2 separate regions of the Drosophila melanogaster genome follow, and region 1 is linked to region 2. The links are chromatin contacts, called in public targeted proximity ligation maps. All regions are on one chromosome and are shown on one strand. The core of a region is the stretch at or near the end of the contact, and the rest is flanking DNA. Distances in the headings are between cores, read along the strand shown. Region 1 holds the start of osy (oskyddad). Region 2 holds the start of CG6154.

Region 1 (5,456 bases), core at 898-3,397, 56 kb before region 2:
CAGTTAAGAGTTGTCAAAGCTCGACAAATGGAAAAGTGATATAAAAAAAAACATGCAATGTATAAATAAATAATTGTGCAGTGGCTTGGCGTTAATTGCACTTTAAAAAGTCCCAAACAAGTGCCGAAATGGTAAATGCAATTTATTGCCGTCGGCAATCGGCAGCTAACGAGTGCTTCAAATTGAACACGGATGCACTAATTAGAATTTTTGGTCAAAACAATTAGCAATTTAAGCAGAATTATTTCAATTTAGCGAAAAAATGACCCGAAAAGTTTTATTTAATTTCCGCTAATAGAATTGGCAGCTGATGAATGCGAAATTTATTACTCATGCTCCAACAAAGACGGTGGGCAGTCATTGTTGATTGAGTTGTTGTGGACTAAGTTCATTTTTAATAAAATGCGAAAAGCGAGTTTCGTGTCGTTCATTCTGACTTGCAAGATCTTAAGAACCTCTTGCGCGGATCTACATACTCCTCATCGGCTTTATGGATTTCCTGGCAAAAATTTTAAAAGTGTTAGTCACTTGATTTCCAGTTTTGCGCAACTCATGTGAAATAATTAATATGAGCACACGCCTTGACCAACATTAATTTAATAATTTTTCATTAGTTAAACCATCATCTAAAAATTAGTCAGAGCTTAATGGGTTCCTTTTTTGGGCGCTTCTCTTTAAATGTAATCGTTTAACTTAGTGGGTGCATCGTAACCTTTCTGCTTTTAGTTGTTTAAAACTAATTTTTTTTTGCTGAGCAGGTCAAAGTTACCTAACGAGTCGAGTTTTGCGGTTTTAATTGTACCAAGTAACGCGGTCACCTCGATTATTGTTGTTGTTCTTGCGGCAACGCTCATTGTTGCGGTTTGTGTGTAAATTTTGGAAAGGTTAAGTGCCTGGTTGCAGTCAGCAAATTAAATAATTACAAACGGCTGTTAAAGAGCCAGAGTTATGAGCCCTTCGCAGAAGGACAGCTGATATGCAGAAGTACTCTAAATTTACAACCAGACCTTTTCTTTAAAAACCTACATATATTGCCAATAAATATTTATTTAATTGTTTAGTCAAATAAAGTATTAGATAAAGTAACATCCAAATATCACTTAAAAACCAAAAAAAAAATCACTTAAAGTGTAGTTCTTAAACATGGTTTCTCTGTGCTTTAACCTTAAGTCATTTGCTACATCTTTACACCGCCTCGACAAAAGTCGTCCGAAACTGAAAAGTTCAAAAAACGCGAGACAAAAGTCGCGGCAACAAAGGCAGCAGCAAAAGCAGAAGCATTCATTTGGAGATTCAACTTCGCCTGAGTTTGCATTTTAAAGCCGTTGCTGTTGACCTTGGGCTGCATAAATCGAATTGGAGCAGGTCGTTGACGAAGCTGGTGTTTTTACTGAATGGTTTTTTCTTTTGGGAATGCGAAGCCCTGCATTATCTGGGCATCCTTGAGCTGGTTGAGTGGGAAATCCCCTCAGCATCCACAGCAGCCCTTGGCATTTTAATGTGAAGGAGGCCAATGGCCTGCGGTTACCTGTGCTCCTTGAAGTTCTTAAATGGACCGCAGCTGCTTTTATTCCGGCGAGAAACCACGAATTGCAGGAACTGTGGCAACAGTCTGTTATTGATTTTCCTCGTAATTTGTATTTTCCCCCTTTATTTTTGTTGTTTTGTTATTTTTTGCTGACTAACTTTTGGCTTTGCGGCTGGCAAAAGTCAACAGAAACGTAAAGAACACGTTTGCTTTTAGTTAACCTGTTTTGGCAATGCCCAAAGATTGCGATTGAGCAAAGATTGAGCGGACACAGATACAGATACACCGAAACGTACACAGATACTACTGCCGACTAGACGAAGCGTGGTTGTTGTTTTCAATTTTTGTTTTACTTGCACAATTAGCCAACTGAAAAATTACCACACTGAGATGGATTTGAAAGCTGCACTGCACAATAATCGCCGCTAAAATTGGCTCATTCACAACGCTTGCAAGAAACTACGATCTGCAAAGTGCTCTGGTTTATGTCAACGCGAAAAATCCGCGCGCAAAGCCACACTAAAAGTATCTTAACACTCAGCTCAGGTTCTCGGCTTTGTTTGCTCAAGCGTTTCCGCGTTTTGCTTCTCGACTCGCCGACGACGTGAATTCAACTGATCAACTCAACAAAACCGACTTCGTAGCGCTGACAGATCGCCCAATTCGAAAATAGCATCGGCCTTATCGACAGCGGCGTCGGCAGCGACGTCTCTTGTTTATAGCCGCGTTTATGAAGCCGTCTAAACGACGCGTCTAAAAGATCAAAAATAGTAAGTGGAGTGCTTGGACTTCTGTGGCCGAAACTCTACCCACTTGACTAGCACAGGTGGGAACAGATCTGGGTCACGGTGGAAGTCTTTGCTAAGCTAAGCTTACAGCAGATCATTTTGGGAATTGAGCTTTGATCGTTCAATGCACAATGCGTCGTGGTTCATGTCCTTGCTATATTATAAATAAAAATTATATATTTTAGCTTTCTCTTTTTGATATACAAAAAATCAACAATTCTTTTTTAAAAAAATATTTATTTTGTATTTAGTAAGTTTAATAACTTAAATAACAATTTCACTTGTGCAACTAGCCTGCTGAAAGGACTTGCCCATACGAAAACTTAATAAAAGATTATCATGTATGGTGCATTGTGCCGTAACAAAAACACACAAGGCCCGAGCGATAATAGCAGCAACAATGCCGTCGGCCAAATGCGACCTCCGACCTCAGAGTTGGCTTATGTTCGTTGGGCACGCAAATCGGTTATTAGCTATAATGCAAACGTATTTTAGACACACACATTTATATCGCTTATTTTCGATGGTGCATTATTGCGGTTGTCTGATTGAAACGCCAGATCCCACACGCGGCCTTTTTGTTCGGGCCTGGACTCAAAGATAAGCGGCCCTCGGGACCTAAATAACTGGAACAACAAAAAATAAACGGACAAACGGACGGCAAACAAACTGTCTATTAGTTATTGTTGTTTGATTTGCAAAGCGTTTGTCATTTGTTAAATAAATTGATGGCCATTGCGGACCACTCGGCAAATAGCAAGTAAATACGAAAAGGGACACAAGTGGCTGAAATAACCGGAAAAGCTAATATTGAGCTTATGATTTAAGGCAGGCCAGAAAATGGCACTGGAATCCACAGCCCAGCCACCATTGTTCACAGTTTCGATGAAACTTTAAACTGGGGGGACTGTCAGAAGGCCTCAAAAGCAGCGGCAGTTAAGCATGACAAAACGCCGGGGCATCTCGGGAGGACACCCCTCTATTATCCTTCCAAAATCATCAGCTGTCAGTGCAGTGAGTTGAGACTTCAGCCACCAAAAAACGAGTCTGCAGTGTCACTGAGCGAGAAAGGAGCCCGCCAGAGAGCACAAGAAACTGAAATGACATTGACATTTTGAATAATGACGCAACACTATTTAAGTGGGAACTGCACGTCTAAAAATTGAATGAAGCCGAAAAATTATAATTAAATGCTTACAAAAATTTTTGGTAATGTAGAAGATTCTTTTCGACAACCCAAAATTGATATTCTTTAATTTGTAAAAGTATTGCAGGACATATTACATTTAAGTTAAATAATCAGTTAATTTTTAGACGTGTATTGACAGCTTTCCCAGGGCACAGGCACCCAACGGAGTTTGGAATTGGACTTGCCCATGGGGAGACGCTCGCCGGACTGCTGGCAGAGATTAGCTGCAAGTTTTGAAGGATGTTCCGGTGCCGTCTTACGCCGAGGATCCATCTGGAATCCCGGCAGCTGCTCTTTCTCCGGCCAATCGCGAATTGGCTAAAGTTGTCTTGGGTTCGTGCCCAACGAGCGGGCATGGCTCCTAATGAACAGTGTCTAGTGCACATCGCTGGGGGAAAGAATGTCATTAGAGCCACCATCCCGGGAACACCTCTTAAATGGCCAAATGCCGTAGCTAAACCCCAGCGAAGACGATGCCAAGTGGCCATAATCACAGAGGTGCAATTTGCAGCGGGCAAAAGAAAGAATAAATTCGCGCACAAAGTGCCAAGTTAAAAGCACAAACAAAACAGCAATAAGGATACGAATAAGAATAAGCAGCAAAGGAGAAATAGTTGGAAAAACTAAAATTAAACTGGCTCCGCGACTGCAGGCAGCGGCACTGTTTAATATAATTTTCATTTTATACTTTTTGTAGCCCAACCAACATTTAGCTTTAAGTTGGCCGAGTGTTGAAAAAACAACTTGAGATTGTAATTAGTTTTTGTTGCTCCTGGGTTTAACTGGAGGGAAACTTTCAAATTGAACCAAAGACGGCGGCAAAGGGATGGAATATTTTGCGGTTCCAACTTTTACTCACTGGTCTTACCAAATTGCAAATATGTCTGCGAAAAATCTCATTAAGTATACGAAATGTGGTACGCGCCATGTCGCCGAGGGAGCGGGCATAAAAATGCAATAAGAAAAACCAAGAGCGAAACGAAAATGAGAGAAGGAAAGTAAATAAAAATTATGAATGTCGTTTGCCCAGATTTAAGAGAGAGAAAGGAAAGGAAAAGCGAAAAGTGAAAAGGAAAAACCATAGAAAAGCGAGTTGCAAATGACTTAAGGTCCATTTTCCCTCTCGCTCTGGCAACAGGTAACACTGCCTAGATGCTACTAGAAAACTCGGCCACAGACTGGGTCAAGTTTGAGTGGAGTTGGCAGTCCCTTTCCAACCACAAAGTTCTTTGGGCTCATCTAACGAGCAGTTTGAGCCCTTGTCTAGGTCATTTGGCCAGCAATGACCCTTATAATGCGCTTAATTTGCGTATGATGAGTTTTTGCACAACATTTGCCGAATTCTTCATAATCAAAAACGCAATCATGTTTGTGATCTGTAGGGAACACAAATACATAAATTTGCTTTATTACTCTTTTTTTGGAAGAATTTTTTTTACCTAAAAACCTTTAGCGAAACCTTAAAGCCAACGTAAATGAAAACCTTTGCTTCTTGACACGGAAAGTCTCACCTTGCCGCGCCACATTCAATTTCAACGCCCACGCGGGCGTCATAATTACAAACTGGCCACATAATTAAACAAACTGGCTCAATTAAAATGGCACAGCCCCGCCACATCCAGAAATGGAAAGCGAAAGCGAAAAGCACAACAACCGCGAAAAAAATGGCTGCGGAATTATTTCATTTGCAAAAGTCGCTTTCATTAGACGATTTGCTGGTTGCAGACGTCGACGCTCAAAGTCAAAAACGTTTTAACCTTTTAAGCGCCACAGTAATACGACCAAAGCTGCCGTTTCGGGTAGTTTAAGGAGTAGCAAAGGGATGCTGAGCGGTGGGTGCTGGTCGCGCAGAAATAGGGCGCAGGATGCCAAGGACACGATGCGGATGCTGACTCTGATGGGCCCTGGCAACACATTGAGGTTACGCGAAGCGAATGGAGACAGCCAGACA
Region 2 (5,230 bases), core at 2,258-4,757:
ATCAGATCTATAAGGATCGATAAATACGATTTAAAATTGATGTCTGAAACATCAGGTTGTGTCTAATTTAAGTCCCATTGAGAAATATTAAATATGGCTGGTGGCTTAATAAATCGCATTCTGCTCAAAAGTGAGCACCATACAAATGCAGACAGGGGAGGACGAAATGAGCGCAAGGATAACTGCGTACAACGCTGCGTATGAGCAATGAATGTGCCCTGCCTTTATTTCATATATGCATTTTTTGCCGAGTACCAGGCTTGGGTGTAGGGATATGCCGGAACGAACGATGGGGGTTCCTGGGAAATGACAAGGGTGCGCGGACTGAATCGTACATTTATTGCAACATGAAACATTATTTTGTATGGCCTCAAAAAAATAACGAACGTAGGGAAGAAAAGAAAGCGAGACGAGTAGGAAGTATGGGAAAAATAAGGAAAACAGTGGGGTGGCTATGAAGAAACCGGAGTGCGCGCGTTGGAAAATTGCAGTAAGGAAATGCGATGTCCTCGTTGCAGTTGGAATTTCCATGCAAAGTGGCAAGCAAATAAATATAAAAATGCTTTTCTTTTCTACATTAGTGCACCATTTAAGGAAGTCGCCACGCCCCCATCGCCCACAGATACTGGCGGGCGAGTTTGTCGTCTTTCATTTCCATTTTGCCTCACAACTCCAGCAGCAGAAGCGGCAAAAAATAAAGGAAACGTGCCGTAAACTACATCAGACAATCAAAATGCATTCATGTGCGCTTACTTTACGTTATTTATAATCAGACCCCCAACTTCCTTTTATTCAGCTCTAAATTCCATTCACTAGCGAATTGTAGCAAACAGTCAATGCGAAAAGCACCCACCACCACCCCTTGGAGAAATGTGGGGAGCTTCAAGGAGGTTTTGGGATTTGTGAGCTCGTCAAGAATGCCACCGCCCACTGCGATAAGGCTTCCCACCCATAATGCCAAAGTTGCTGGAGGCCATACTGAAATTTCTTCTGGTTTATGGTTATTCAATTTTACAAGGATAATAAAACGTATCATTAAAAGTCTTGGTAATAGCAGCTGATCGCATGACCAGACAAATTCCCTAAGTGGGTGGCGAACAAACCCAAATTAATTCCTAGAAGATTATTTTCCAAAACGTTGAGCAGGAGTATTTATGTTAACATACGTGCGCAATATGAGCTAGCTTGTTATGATTAATTAAGGTAGATTTACAAATTTTACATACCAAAAATATCTACTTTCATAAGCTAATACCTATGATATGCTATTCTTGATATACATATATATAACATACAAGAGCACCATGCCTAAACATTCGAAAATATAAACTTTTTTACAATGCATATGCATATAGTAGATATATACATAAATTAAAAGAAACGGGACCCATATGGCGAAATAAAATAACATTAGAAATACAAAGGGCTCAAATCAAACTTTAACAAGGATGTCCCATACATGTGTCGGTGTATTGTGCTTCTATCGTTGTTTGTTCGCTCATTCTTGTTTGTCCGCAAACAAGCGAAACTGAACACAAAAATTGAATGGGATTTTTCCGAGGACCGGAAAAGCGGCAAGAGCAAACCGCACAAATGCCAATGGAATGACAACCAACCTAGGGGCATGCGGAATGGCCTAAGAATGAATTGAAATTATTTTACAACATTTTCATGTTTCTTGCCATTTGTTTGATTTGCCTCGACCTTCGCCTTCAGGTCACCCCTTTATTGTTTTTATTTCCCTTTTTTTGTATGCATAATTTAGGCTCGAGTGGAGGCCAATTGCACGCGTAAGAAACAAATGAATCCCTCAAAAGAATTGGTTGACCCAAAATAAAACGACATATGTTGCGAAATACCATAAGAAATTTGAGAAAAAATGGCCTAGCAGATGTCAAATTATTGAGCAGTTTTTGTTTTAAACATGCTGGACATAGCACTCGCACATAGTATTTTTTAGTACAGACATTTAAGTTGTCATCCGATTGAATTTGTTTTTAAAACTAACAAGCCAATATATGTATTCTCGAATAGAAACATCTATTTTTGGGAATTTGTATGCTTAAGATTTTATCCACAATTTTTCAATCAAAAATGTTTACCCATCGAGTAAAAAGTAATTAGTTTGCAATGCCTACATTTTCATTTCATATCGGATACTGCTCCATTGAATGACGTTCTCTATTTAATTGAACTCAATCTCCAAATAGCTTTGCAAATCTAGGCTGACGAATAATAGGAAAACGCAATTTGTATCATTTCAAGAGGGATTCCTGAACAAAGATACAAAATTCAAACTGCCAGAGACCATAAACACTTTGTTCCGACCAAGACTAAAAATGAAAAGAGGAAAAGGTAACAAGCATTTATAAATGCCGCAACAAAAGCTAGTGAAATGTGAGCCGGAGACTGGTATGAATTTCGAATTTTGGTTAAGCTATAGCTACTGGGGCGTGGCAGAAAAAGGGGCGGATTAGGTTCAAAGCAAATTGTTGCGGAAGGCAGGAATCAACATTATCATCAGCAAGCAGGATGCTGTTCAGTCGGTTATGGGATACTCATTCTCATTTTGGGCAAATGCAGATGAGGACGAGACAAAACACAGACACAAGTTTAGGGAAGGGGAGGCTTTTCCCTGTGTGTGTGTGCGTGTGTTTGTATATGTGTGGGTGGAGGCGTGGGGGAGTGTTTTGTGTCGCCTTCCGCATATTAATGAGCCAAGTGCCACAAAGCCAAGCTAAACGCGCTCTCATCAATTGCTCAATATTATGACTCTGGCTGGCAGAAATCTGCATACGAAACCCATATTGGTATGTATGCTGAATACTCAGCAAGCCCCGGGAAAACTATTTTGCATTCTTTGTTGCACACATTCTTTTGGTTTTCGTGAACTCTTATAAGAAGAAAAATGGAATTTAAGAAAAAACTATTTCAAATGTCCTTTAACAAAAAGACTAGATAAATAGAAATATAGTATAACCTAACTATAGTTGATCAAAAACTTTTCTAGCTATTTTGCCCTAATCTTTAATCTTGCCATTTATTGTAAAGCAAAAAAAAGGGTTCCATCAATATTAGTTTTAGAAATGAACATTTTTCTGTAGTTTTTTGAAAGATACTTTATAATCTGATCTACATCAACTTTTAATGAGTATACCAAATCGAACCAAATCGTTTCTTACCAAAACTGGGAAAACAATTTATCATTCTTCTGAACCACAAATTCACTCCTCTTTTTCGTATCTCCTCTTTAATTTAATATGAGTTAAAACACAGCTGGTGCTTGAATTTCAGACTCTTATGCACTCCACTTTCGGTTCACATAACTAGAATAATCAGAAATTATTTCGCTTTGGCTGCACCACAGTACGTAGCGTATACGCCGCGGTGTACGCGGGTGTGCGAAGGAGACGCGCAGCGCAAGTGGAACGCAACACGTGTTGGGCGACAGGTGCCGAGCGTTTGGCACACAACTCGACCGACCGACGCACGAATTCGAACTGAAAACTGAACCAGAATCCCCAAACGAAAATGGGAAGCGAGTGAGGCAGGCACGAGAACCGAAACAGGACGAAGGACGAAGCCACGAGGCACAAAGAGAGCGAGGACAATGAAGAGCACTGTGGCTAAGGTTCCTTCATTAGGTAAGCATATTATTTCATATATATCTAGCAACTGTATCACTTTAACTAAAGAAACCTAAGCATAGATAGTCTATGAAATATCTAAAATCCTTTAAATGTTATAACCCGTTCCACAGTCATTCTTTTCATTCAGAAAACTGTGCCAAAGTCATATTAGGACATTTTAAAGAGCGAAACGATTTTCTCTTTCGCTCGAACAGATTGTATGGCAGAATAGGGGGATATTTTCTCAAAGTTTGCGCTCTCAATCAGCTGTTTCCAGTGCCAGGGGGTTGAGTCCTTTAACATTGCAGGAGGTCAGGCATGGCGTGAAAGTCGCTTATCCTAGCTGCTGCTTCTGGCACCCCTCGTTTTTGTTGCGCTGCCGCTGGAGCGCCTGATGCTGATGGTCACGAAAAATTCATTGACCGCCCCAAGTAAAGCAGGTCGCTCGTAATTAAGGTTAAAATACACCAAATTAATTATTCTACCCTCTTTTCAATGCATAAGTAGAATAGGAAATGTTGTTGACAGGTTAAAAGATACAAATACTTGCAAAGATAACACTTCATTTTTAATGCTTTTTTATAGTTTTGGGCAAGAAAGCTTGGCAAGACATATAGTTCACTTGATGAGGATGATTTGGGATGACTATATCCAGCAAGACGCGACATTAAGTTTGTGGCACTTTATTGTTTTTAACATTTCAATACTATTTCAATATATATCGTATAGTGTTTGAGATCTTAAGATAAATTATTTATTATGTTAATACGCTTTGAGCACATTTCATTTAAATTTTTACCGCCCAAACGAAAGCTAAAGCTTCTCAAAGCTGTCTAATAAGTTTTACAGCTTATCTGTTAGGTTCCATCCCCCACTAAAAGCTCCCAGAATGAGCTTTATTTTGGATACCTTTCGTTTGGGGATCTGGGAATTTAAAGCGCTTGGCTCAGTCGGTTGCCCAACACCGTCGGCGACGACCTCCAAACAACCTTTTGGGGTCTCGCTCGGCATGTCTCGCTTATTTCGCTTTGGAATTTCACGTTGACGCCGCAGTCAGCGGTAGCAGAGGCATCGGCAGCGGCAGTAGCAGCGACACGGGCCGAAAATAAAAGCGTTAACCGCTCTCCTCCAGTGCAGCAGCAGCAGCGGACCCAGCCAGTAGCCAGCAGCTAATCACCACATCCCAGATTCAGTTTCCAGTTCGGTGAGTGGGCGTCATACGCAGTGAACAGAACCCCTGAGCCCCTTAAAAAAAATTCAGATATTTTTCCCCCCATTGGCGGCAGTGCAGTTGAAAAGTCGCGTAATCGTTCCCATTTCTCTGGGTGTTTCGTAATCCAAATCTACAGAGCAGCAGCGAATCTGTAGGCGTGTTAGTGTTAGTGAGTGCGTATTCGAATATAGTTTAATTATTCTCTAATCTTACCATTTCCGCGTGCTCGCCACTTTTATGACAAGTTCTAGAACCTCGAGGCTCTCGAGTGTTGTTGACCTATGCACCGCGGTTGAAGGAGTGGGGGGGCTACGCGAACTGCAGGCGATAAGAAGCCTTATCGGGTGACTTTTGGCTCACTTTCGTGAGTAGTAGTTTTCTCTACCGG

The links.
Region 1: a targeted proximity ligation map of the Kc167 cell line shows a contact between it and region 2, with 7 times the contacts expected there. A contact is called at or near these places in 59 of 107 Hi-C or Micro-C datasets (the Clone 8 cell line, the D17-c3 cell line, the Kc167 cell line and 20 more) and 4 of 7 datasets of targeted methods (the Kc167 cell line and the S2 cell line).

What each region holds. Positions count from the first base shown.
Region 1 is chr3R:26,315,046-26,320,501 of dm6, reverse strand. It overlaps osy (oskyddad), which reads right to left and starts at 2,147. Exons shown (of 9, transcript NM_001300613.1): 1 at 1,529-2,147.
Region 2 is chr3R:26,260,939-26,266,168 of dm6, reverse strand. It overlaps CG6154, which reads right to left and starts at 3,507. Exons shown (of 8, transcript NM_143214.2): 1 at 3,183-3,507. Ald1 (Aldolase 1) reads left to right here and starts at 4,578. Exons shown (of 4, transcript NM_170262.2): 1 at 4,578-4,833. It also overlaps asRNA:CR44321.